Regions from separate parts of the Danio rerio genome. Here all the other regions are linked to region 1. Evidence: chromatin contacts called from public HiChIP or PLAC-seq and Micro-C data. All regions are on one chromosome and are shown on one strand. Each heading gives the region's core, a stretch centred on a gene start, on an enhancer-like site or on the middle of the called end of the contact. The rest is flanking DNA. Distances are from core to core; before and after follow the strand shown.

Region 1 (3,910 bases), core at 394-2,893:
AGACTGTAAAACACCCATACACTCTCATTCACACACACGCACACACTACAGACAATTTAGTTTATCCAATTCACCTATAGCGCATGTCTGTGGGGGAACCCGGAGGAAACCCACGCCAACACGAGAGAAGAAAAACCATAATACGATTATTTCACAATATTAAAGAAAAAATAGTGGGTGGTAATTAAATTCCTTAATCTTTCAACCAAATTCAGAGGAAAATAAAAAAACTAAACAACAACAAAATATTATTATTATGTTTTTTTATATATATATTCAAATAGCTGAATTCTGACTGAAGAAAGTTGAATGTGCTGGTTAGTTTTTTGCCTAAGAAATGACAATAGAGTACAGTTTTTAATTTAAAACTTTAATGTAATAACTTTAATCTAATACATTTTTATTTTAAAAATAAGTATTTATTCATATTTCTTTATTCTAAATCCTTAGGAAATATTTTGGTACATTAAAAAGTGTGGTTATGATGACCATCTGACAAGATAATCCAGCTAAAATAGTGCTTAAAATGTCACTAAAATCTCATAAATAAATAGAAAATTAGGCCAATAACTGCAAAAAGGTTCACATTATGAGAAAAAAGAACCACTCCCTTACACCAGGCTGGTACAGCCCTGATAAATGACCTCGAATTAGTCATTTGAATGTTCCTTACAACAATTTCCATAAAGTCATTTATAGTCAGCAACAGAATAACTAAATATCCAGAACTTCTTAAAGGGCTTAATGTTAAAGTTTCTCATATAACTTAATACTAATATGATTTCCATATACACATTGGTATAAGTTTAAAATATCAAATATACTAAAACAAGAATTGATTATATTCTGACACTGTTGTATTATTATAGCACTAGTGTTCAATGATAATTGAGATTGAAGCAAGAATAGTTACTCGTCAGACTGACTGGAAAGGGCTTAATGTTAGTTTTTCATATCAGAAACCTTAATACTAATATGATTTCCATATAGTCATTCATTCATTTTCTTTTCAACTTAGTCACTTTATTAGTCTGGGGTCGCCACAGCGGAATGAACCACCAACTTTTCCAGCATGTTTTATGCAGCGGATGCCCTTCCAGCTGCAACCCATCACCGGGAAAGATTTCTATATATAAATTGTTATAACCGTTTTAAATATCTAATATGTTAAATCCAGAGCTTATTATTCTGACGCTGTTGTATTATTATAGCAGCAGAGTTCAATGATAATTCCCACGGAATGGAGAAAGACTCGTCAGACTGACCGGAAAGTCAGGTCTGACACAGGCTTACATTCAAAGAGGCTACAACAACACCTTCACACCCAGATCATTTCTTCTGAGGTCTCGTCCTAAACCGAAAACCAGCGGAACAAGAACGTCTGCCTTGCATCGATGTGCACGATTTTGTCCCGTGTGTTTGAGTGTTTCCGTCAGGTCGTGCGTCTATTTTAGTGTGAGTTCTACGTGAACTATTTATTATCAGAGCAGGGTGTGGCGCCACGGTCAGTGCGTGCTCTTGGCCAATTAGATCCGTTCCTGCGGCCGTTTTCAAGCCGGTAGGTGTGGTTGCTGTGACGACGCGGCTCTCCTGTCGACATCTTTCAGGAAATGAATTTAAAGAAATGAGAAATCCAGGAACTTGAGCTGAAACGAGTCACGGCGGGCAGATCTGAAGAGTCGACGAGGAAACTCTCTTAAAGCCAGTTTGAATGTTGGACACGGGGCGGCAAAGGAGATAACATGTTGATAAAGGAGTTGTAAGTATTTTAGTGAGATTTAGGTGTGCTGAAGTTTTCATTGTGCGCTGAACTTGGCTTTCAGGCGCGTGCTTGTTAACTTTCGCCGGCTGTTGACTAATGAAGGGGATTTATGTTTCAATTCTGGCTAATTAATGTTTATGTTTTTTCTTGGGAGAGTTCGTTTTTATCAAATTACGTTAGTTTGAATTAAGTTATGAACATTTATTTGGAATTATACTGTGTATATTTCAGTTAGTTCAAAAAGAGCCACATAATGGTTAGCAGACAGCAGTTACTTTGTTTTCTTTGGTCATTACTTTACATTTTGGTCATTTTTGGTCAATTTGCATTATTTGGTCATTGAAGTTACAAAACTTTACAAACCCAGGTACAATCAATGTGATTGTCACATGCTCAGTTCTGCCGGTCACGCGTCATAATGTACCGGTGTGCACCTCGCGTCATAATGCACTTTGAGACTTAAATTATTATACTGTTTTTTCACGTATTCAGGAATTAGATAATCCGCTAACCTTATTATGACAACAATATTTACATAACAAACGACTGGAATGTGTCCTGACTTGGTAAATATTGTATTAAACGTCATTATGTTGATGGTATGATGTCATGACAGCCATACTCGTCAAGTATCCCAAATCCAAATGGTTATGCAAGCTTAATGTGTGATTCCTCCCTGCTTTCAGTGTATATATTTAAGAAATAGGCTACTTTTGATGCGTCTCTAACATCATTTCTAGGATGGTAATTTTGTTAAAATCTTTTACATTGTTTTTTTTACAAAAGTCTTGTACATTTTTACATTGTTGTTTTAAAGTACAACATATGTTCTTACACAACTTTGGAAATTTCACATTCATGTAAAGAAATGTTTTAAAGCTAAGTCAAATTGTTAAGTTTCTATAATTCAACAATATGGCAGCACTTTAGACTAGGGCTGCACAATACATCATTTCAGCATCGATAGCGCAATGTGTGCATTCGCAATAGTCACATCGCAAAGTTGTGCAACGTTGAGTTGACTTTTCAATGTAATTTTTACATTTACATACACAAAACCATTATGCATGCACTGTTTATTTCACATTTATGCTTGTAGTTTATTTATTACATGTTATGCGTGATTCATTTACTCCCCTACAGAATAATCCCAGCCAATCTAAATTAATACATTTGGAAACACTCTAGGGACCAATTCTCACTATTAACTAGTTGTTTATTAGCATGGAAGTTAGGCTTGGGCGGTATCCAAATTTTGAGACCGTCAAACCGCCTCCATATTTTACCCCGGTATCCGGTATTACCGGCGTAATAAAAAAAATTATGACGTAAGGCTCAGACAGCGTCACCAAACTGTTGGCTTGAGCCTAAACCATTCAGAAACTGCATAACTTCTATGCAATCTTAGGCTCGCAGTCAGAGAGGAGAGGGAGAGAGAGAGGGAGAGAGAGAGAGCGCCAAGCGACGCACAACACCCCTCTCTCTCTCTCTCTATCTCTCTCTCTCTCTCTCTCTTACACACGCACACATCTCTCCCGCGATTTATTCAGAAGTTTACTCCCACACCGTAAGAAATCTGGTCGCGGAACAGCAGCGGGAATGCAGGGCTGTAATCGGGCCATAAAAATTATACCCGATAGGTCCCGAGTCCGACAGGTACATTTTGATTGACAGCTTTATTAAGTCGAACCCGTTTACAGCCCGACATTATTCAAATGTGCTCCTGCACACAGCTCTAATGCATTTTTTTCAAGAATGAGTCATTTATATGTTTTAACATCATTTATTCGTAACAAACGTAGACTATAGGCCACTTGAAAGTTGGAACAAATAAAATAAGTCCTCTGAAACATCGTAACATCTCAGCACTCTAACACTTTGCCTTTAAATTGGCTAACACAATTTAAAAAAGAAATCGTGCTTAACAAATCAAATTAAAATAAACTCTAAATGATGACGGGTATTTTGGCAATAATGAAATTAAGATAAAGGCTCTGCAAGAATTGTTTCTCCATTTCTCTTCACAATCTGGCATTAGGGCGGCGGTGAAGCTGAATATTAAAAGAATAATGCCACCATTAGCCTGTATACTCTGTCTAAATTATGATTATATGGTTTTATTAATATTTATTTATAATTTTAAACCCT
Region 2 (3,910 bases), core at 638-3,137, 190 kb after region 1:
CTTCCATATTTAGCCTACATTAACATATAAGCATACACATATGTATTTACATTAACATATGAACAGTTGAAGTCAGAATTATTAACCCCGTTTATTTTTTTTTCTCCAATATCTGAGTAAAAAAAGAGACGATTTTTTTTTCAACACATTTCTAAACATAATAGTTTAAATAACAAATTTTTAATAACTGATTTATTTTATCTTTACCATGATGACAGTAAACAATATACGACTAGATATTTTTAAGACACTTCTATACAACTTAAAGTGACATTTAAAGGCTCAACTAGGTTAATTAGGCAATTGTATAACAGTTGCTTATTTTGAAGACTATTGAAAAAATATATAGCTTAAACTGCTAATAATTTTGACCTTAAAATGTTTTTTAGAAAATTAAGAACTGCTTTTATTCTAGCCGAAATAAAACAAATAAGACTTTCTCCAAAAGAAAAATAGTGTCAAGACATACCGTGAAAATTTCCTTGCTCTGTTAAACATAATTTTGGAAATATTTAAAAAATAAAAAAAAATTCAAAGGGGTTTATTAATTCTGATTTCCTCTGTATTCACATTTCCATTGTAGAATCAGAAATTTGTAATAACCTGTATGTGCTTTAAATGAAATCAATTCTATGTTATATATCGTTTTGTTTTATTATTATTTGTTTTACATTGATAATTTCATTTATGGCCATAAAATCAATTATAAATCTTAGTTATTCATTTATTTGATTCATATTTTTTATTCATTTATGTTTTCGTTATTCATTATATTAATCCTTTATTGATTTGATTTCTTTATTTTAGATATTTATTATTACCTGTTCTTATTGTTTAGTCTTAAAGTGATGGTTTCATGAAATGTTTCTCTCCACTGATATGAGGGCCTGTATCAAATTTAAGGTCTGTATAACAACATTGCTAAATTTGTGCTGTTCAGATGAAGTATAACAGCGCACTGAAACACATGCAACTAAGATTATTCAATAAACACTGCTCATTTCTTATCATCACTTCGTCTCCTGCTTCTGCTCTTCTCTGGCTTCTGTACACAGTCAACTCCTATATTTACAGTACACTGTTTGAATACTGGTTAACAGGTTTGAATATTGGAAACTCTGCTGACTTGTTGTCTAGATACCTGAAGAAGATTCAGGCAACATCATGGCGTCTGGGGCTGGATCTTATTTATCTGCCGTGGAAAGTGTGATCTCATCTAACACCACGAAAAAACTGGAAAAACTGTGCAAACTGTGATTTGTTGGGATGTCACTATGTTTTAAACCATTATCAGACTGAGGAGTAAATGTTGTTCTGATATTTACGGTTTAACAGTTTATTGTTGTTGTGGGTCCAACACAGAGATCCATGTAGTTATTATTAATTTGTGTCATCATCATCATCATAAGTCATGATATTCTGTTAGCGGTCAATGAGAGCTGCTCTTCGCTTCTCCTCCTCCTCAAGCAGCGCGTAACGGCGCCCGGTGGAGTGTAAACAACAGCAGCGAGGACGATAATCACAACGATGATCAACAAACTCAATCCTACAGTCAGACCTGTGGAGAAATTCACTCTTTTAATGCTTTAGGTAACTTTAAACAACTATAGAAATGAGTAAATTGAATATATTTAAGTTACTAAGACGTCAGCAGTCACGAGAAAGACAAATGACAAAGGATGTACTAACGTTACTATATGTCATAAAGCGTCACTGCAAAAGTTAAAAGGTTTCTTAAACAATTAAAACACATTTCATTACCCATGTGCTGTTGTCCTATGACATTTGCAAGTTGGTCCATGATATTTTAGGTGATTTCCTCCCACACTTTGATGGATTCAGGAACTCTCTTGTCCTGAAGAAGACTCGCGTCCCTTCCTGTTGTTCGTCACGTGACCACTAAAGTTAGCACTTTTTGAAAAACGGTCAAATAGGGCAAGATAATAAAACTAGACGAAAACATGCACAACTCTATTTATTTCATTAAGTTTGCTACCAATGCTTCAATATTATAATTACTTCTGTTGTAAACCCAATCTGCAGAAGTGGCCGATAGATGGCAGCACTGGGCGAATTATGAATGAGCGAATGGGTTTGATGTCCTGTTACTCATAAGACATTTTATTGCCTTTGACTCATATTTTATTGGCTTACACCCTTTATGTTGGGTATTTATAGGTCCAAACTGGGTTATTTAATCAACTTCAGCCTCCCTCACTTCTGACTAATTTAAACAAATAAATGAACTTTTTTTTAAACTTATTATTAATTATGATGTTTGAGTCTTTAAAAGAGACAGATATACACACTGGATTGAAAAAACCGTAGCCAGCCTGGTGAAAGCAGTGGTTATTTTATTTTTATATTTTAAAGTGAACCATTTTGCAGCTTTATGCCTTATTTTCTATTTAATTATGAGATTTAAATACTGCACTTTAGTCACATCTTAAGCAATATTTTTAGCTGGATTAGCTTGTCAGATAGTCATCAAACCACGCTTTTCAATATACCAAAAATATTTCCTAAAAGTTTATAATGAAAAAGTTCTTGATAATAAAACAATACTTATTTACATGATATAGAAACAAATGAATCTGTTGAGGTTTTAAATTGCAGTCTGCCATTTATTAGGCAAATAACAAACTGGCCAGCACATTCAACTTTCCTCAGTCAGAATTTAGCTATTTGATTAAAAAAATAATTAAAATAATAATAATAATAATAATAATAATAATGTGGAGCTTTTACAATTTAGCCTCTCTTGTAAAATAAAAAAAGTACATTTGAAAATTCATATATAACAACAATATCGTTAGTCAAAATATCATTTTCAATATGGTCCAAGTTTGGTGCTTCACACCTTATTGCTCATTTTTATTTAAAAAATAAGGTCCAAGATGGAATAACTTACCTGTATTTATTTTTTAAAACAATACAGTGATGAAAGATGACTTTTCTTATGGCAGATTGTAAAATATTTGTTAGCATTGCATTGGCCAAAACTGATGAGCTGAAGTCCCACCGAAGCAACAGCCAGCAGAGGATTCCGAGGTTCGCTTTTTGCAATGGGTTATTTTCACTCTTTATGATGGCATAGCAGTCAAAATAAGACAAATGATCTCATGTATGGTACAAATTCTGCACCTTTGTCAGTCCCCCCGTGGCTACAGGGCTATCGCCAATGTAAAATAATTGAGTTGCTAATGAAGTAGGCGGAGTTCACGGTTGACAGAAAGAGCGCGAAAAAGAAAGGTCATTGATTGAGACGAGGTAAGATGAATGTAACGAAATATTAGATTTTATGACAAACATTTCACGATAGAAATGTAAACGACCAACAACATCACTTAATATAAACTATTCAATCTTCAAATGTCGTCGTTTATTGTTGTAAAAATGGTATCATTTGAGTTCTTCAAGTTATTCGTCACGAGACATATTGCTTAAAGTACAACTACAATTGTTTTAAAACTAAAATCAGAAAGAATTTACTTCTTGTTATACTAACTTACTTAATATTTTCTAAAATACATTGACACGTGACATGTTTGATAAGGTATCTTTTGATACTGGTCTTGCTGATTTTATTGCTGGTCTTGTTGGTTTTAGTGCTGTTTTTGCTGGTCTTAATGCTGTTTTTGCTGGTATCAGTGCTCAGTGTTGGTCTCAATGCTGAAACCAGCAAGATCAGCATTGAAACCAACAAGACCAGCATCAAAACACACCTTACCAGAATATGCTGTTTTTTTCAGCAGGGATGTTATGGCCTTGTTAGCATATTTAATTTACACAAATTATTAGGCTAGTCAGTAACAAATATAAGATTCCCCCAAAAAACATTAGTGATTATTACTGTAGTCTGTTACAGTTAACGGTTTCAGTTTTAGTTGGTTAATAACCCTGACATCTT
Region 3 (3,910 bases), core at 487-2,986, 140 kb before region 1:
CATTTCTCCTCTAGCCAAACTTCTTGTGCAGAGCTGCAGTCTATGCGCCAGGGGCTGGAGAACGCTGGATGATTATGAAACATTTTTTAACCCATATTCTATGTATATGAAATCAATTTAGTAAATTCAATTTAATATAGACAAAACATCTCCTCTTTGACACATTTATTACAAATATAAAGTAATACATGTATTATATATATATATATATATATATATATATATATATATATATATATATATATATATATATATATATATATATATATATATATCCCTTTGATTTTTTTTCTTTTTTAAAATATTTCCCAAATGATGTTTAATGGAGCAAAGAAATTTTGACAAAATGCATTATATAAATAAATATATTATAGCTAGCGTACCCACAGTCCAAAGTCATGCAGTATAGGTGAATTAAACAAACTAAATTGGCCATAGTGTATGTGAGTGTGTGGATGAGTGTGTACTGGTGTTTTCCAGTGTTGGGTTGCGGCTGGAAAAAATGTGCTGGATAAGTTAAAGTTCATTCCGCTGTGGCGACCCCTGATTAAAAGTGGACTAAGCCGAAAAGAAAATGAAGGAAGTAATGATTAGTGTAATGATTATGAAGTATGAAACTACTATTGCTACTACTATAATCATTGTTATTAATTTTATTATAACCATTAATAATAAATTGATTTTTATAGACCTACATATATGTAGTGACATAAGATATGTCCTCAGTGTAGGATTTATATATTAGAATAGTGTAGGATATATCTATAAGGGCTGCACGATATTGGGAAAAATCTAACATTGCAATATTTTTTTTATTTTGCGATATATTGCGATAAAAATACAATCCCACTAGATGAGTTGAATAAATTTTTGGAAAGAATTTATAATTTTAGATTGATTGGGATAAATCTGTAGGAGAATGCTTAACTATAAGAAACAATCTACAATTGTTTTCCGAGGAGTCGAACTGTATCAAGTATTATTTGCTATATATAATTCTGTTTGTTTATCTATTTTATATCAATTATTAATTAATTAACAGGGTGAGGCAGTGGCGCAGTAGGTAGTGCTGTCGCCTCACAGCAAGAAGGTCGCTGGGTCGCTGGGTCGCTGGTTCGAACCTCAGCTCAGATGGCGTTTCTGTGTGGAGTTTGCATGTTCTCCCTGCGTTCGCGTGGGTTTCCTCTGGGTACTCCGGTTTCCCCCATAGTCCAAAGACATGTGGTACAGGTGAATTGGATAGGCTAAATTATCTGTAGTGTATGAGTGTGTGTGTAAATGTGTGTGGATGTTTCCCAGAGATGGGTTGCGGCTGGAAGGGCATCCGCTGCGTAAAAACTAAGTTGGCGGTTCATTCCGCTGTGGTGACCCCGGATTAATAAAGGGACTGAGCTGACAAGAAAATGAATGAATGAATGAATTAATTAACAGTTCATATATGTGTAACCCTAAAGAGAATCAGAGGACAACATGTCTGGCTAAAGGTCAGCTGATTGTTCATGTCAAGATATTACAACCTGTCAGTAAACCTATAATAAGCTACATCCAACCCATCATACCTCCCTTCTTTCCCTCAAAAATGATATTTCCTTTTACCTGTCATCATCAAAACTCGCTCTTTTTTTAATATGCATCAGTAATGTGTATCTGCTTCAAGTGTGTGCAAGGGAAATGGAGTGAGGAAAGCTCCTCCGGTGTTTACCAGGGAATGTCGAGGACAGGATGCTGAAGGCGAGAGGAAGCCCTGACGGCAGACTCTCAGGGCAGCTCAGTGTCCGGATACTTTCATTACAGACCAGACCTGGACACCATTTACACATCTAACAGCCTAAACAGACTCTCTTTTTGGCAAGGGGTAAATACGACAACACCACACAACCTGGTTTGCTTCATGTTTCTGTCAGTAATAAACCATGTCCTCCCTCTTTCTCTTCTATCCAACAGAGCAGAAGCTGCAGTGAGGCGGATTGAAGCGCCTCTTCATTCACAGGCTGCTAGTGAGGAACGCCACTCGTACTAAGTCAAAGAAACACATCATGATGGAGCTGAAGATCCAGCTCATTCCCACAGGAGAAATCATTCTGCCTCCTGGGAAAAATGGAGAGTTTTACTGCCAAAGCTGCACAAAGGTAAGAGACTTTTTGACTGCAGAATTAACATAGAAACTTCTTTATTGTATCAGAATGGGATTTAAAACTCATTCATGAAAACAACACGTTCATAACAAATTGCTTTCTGTCAGGATGTTTTGTGTTGATCATAACTGTCCATCCCCTAAAATGAGGGCTTTTTAGTATTTTCCCTGATGTAAGCAAGATCTTTATTGTCAGCATATGTTTGTCTATAATAGAAGCAAACATCGCAAAATGAAATTGCAAGGTTTTGACTGGCTTTAAATGAGCCCACATGAAAAAGTACAGTAATTTATTGTAAATAAATACTAGTGTTTTGAACCATACTGTGGTAAAGTGTATTATACTGTGTGTATATATTATACTATTTACAACTCTTATGTTATTGAATGATACAGCATGCTGCTTTATTCAATATAGTGAACTGAGAAACTGTAATAGATATTGTACTACAGTATATGAAGAGTTTAGATGCAAAAACCTCTAAAAGCCATTTGATATTTTCTTCTAGCATCTTTCTCCAACTCTTGTGTGTTGGCTCTTTAATTTTACGTTCTTTGCATTGCCTTTTAAGTGAAATAACTGAACACAAACATACCGTAGGTGGCTGGGAAAGATTCTCATTTTAGGAGAAGTTTCAGATGGCATTTAGAGGTTTTTGCATCTGAACTCTTCATATATATTACAGAATATCTATAACTACAGTAAACCGGTGTATTGTAGTATAATATACCCCTATTTGTTGAGAATTTAGTGTATTGGGTACATTCTAAAAATGATGTGCAGTGTTGGGTCAAATAGGGATAAACTCAGAACTTGGTTATGTTTTTCCAATCAAACTTAATTAAACGATTAAAAAAGTTTGTCCATGTTTGACCCAACACTGTGTTAAAACAGCCCAGCATTTTATTGAGTCCTACCACAGCAAGTAAAGAACTACCCCAACAGATTCATTCAAGTACTAACATTATAGAATGTAGAAATTACTATAGTATTATGTGTCTTTTGTTTTCAACTATTTTCAATACACTTGAAATTCTGTAGTTATAAAATGTCAAATGGCTTTTGATATAGAGAATATAGTCAGTATTTTGTATCTCTGCAATGTTTTTCCTTCGACCACATCTTAATGTTGAGAAATTGGTCTGGATTGCTCCAGCACACTCCAAGGAATGTAGGGTGTATACTAAAATCTGTCTGTGTGTGCATGGAAAATGACCATTAACTCTGACAGAAGTTTAAATGTTTCTTATGGATTGCATAAAAGTTCCAAAGGAAATGCTCTGTTTGACTGTGAGTGTTACACCCGCTTCGTTCAAATATGCTCCATTTTTCTTCTTCGACTTGTTTTCTTTCCTTGGTTCATTTAGTGTCACTGGAATCTTGTTGATAAGAATCTGCTTTGCGTGTCTTTTCTAGTTTGAGAAACACTTGAGTTTAGTACCCATTTAATAGAGGTTAGAATGAAGTTCAGCTTGGATGAGGAAATGACACAGAAAATTCCGGAACGGCATACTTTTCCTGACTTTCTGGCAAGGTCGTGTCATCCTCGCTGGCTATGTTTGAGCTTGAGAGGGAGGTACACTAAAGGAATAGTTCACCTAAATAAATTCAAGTCTGTCATCATTTACTCACTCTCCACTTGCTCCAAACTTTATTGTTTATTGTTACTTTTTAATTTTGTCAGTATTGAAAGGCAGTGAATACCGATTTCCAAAAAATTCCTTAAAATATCATGATTATAAGTAATCTATCCCTTATATATAGATAAAATGCTG

Evidence for each region. Hi-C and Micro-C count contacts between places; a contact is called where the count stands out from the background. HiChIP or PLAC-seq counts read pairs in DNA pulled down with a chosen protein or histone mark.
Region 2: an H3K4me3 HiChIP or PLAC-seq map of embryo shows a contact between it and region 1, with 3 times the contacts expected there. The contact joins the promoter of si:ch211-225b7.5 here to the promoter of pitpnaa in region 1. A contact is called at or near these places in 1 of 18 Hi-C or Micro-C datasets (an unstated tissue) and 1 of 4 datasets of contacts at active chromatin or transcription factors (embryo).
Region 3: a contact with region 1 is called in a Micro-C map of caudal fin, with 3 times the contacts expected there. The contact joins the promoter of myo1cb here to the promoter of pitpnaa in region 1. A contact is called at or near these places in 3 of 18 Hi-C or Micro-C datasets (caudal fin, hematopoietic stem cells and an unstated tissue).

The regions. Positions count from the first base shown.
Region 1 is chr15:30,915,625-30,919,534 of GRCz12tu, forward strand. It overlaps pitpnaa (phosphatidylinositol transfer protein, alpha a), which reads left to right and starts at 1,644. Exons shown (of 12, transcript NM_200935.1): 1 at 1,644-1,759. The coding sequence starts at 1,743.
Region 2 is chr15:31,101,592-31,105,501 of GRCz12tu, forward strand. It overlaps si:ch211-225b7.5 (a long non-coding RNA gene), which reads right to left and starts at 1,888. Exons shown (of 2, transcript NR_170079.1): 1 at 1,762-1,888; 2 at 1-1,558.
Region 3 is chr15:30,772,594-30,776,503 of GRCz12tu, forward strand. myo1cb (myosin Ic, paralog b) reads left to right here and starts at 1,737. Exons shown (of 32, transcript NM_001317189.1): 1 at 1,737-1,855; 2 at 1,945-2,129. The coding sequence starts at 2,037.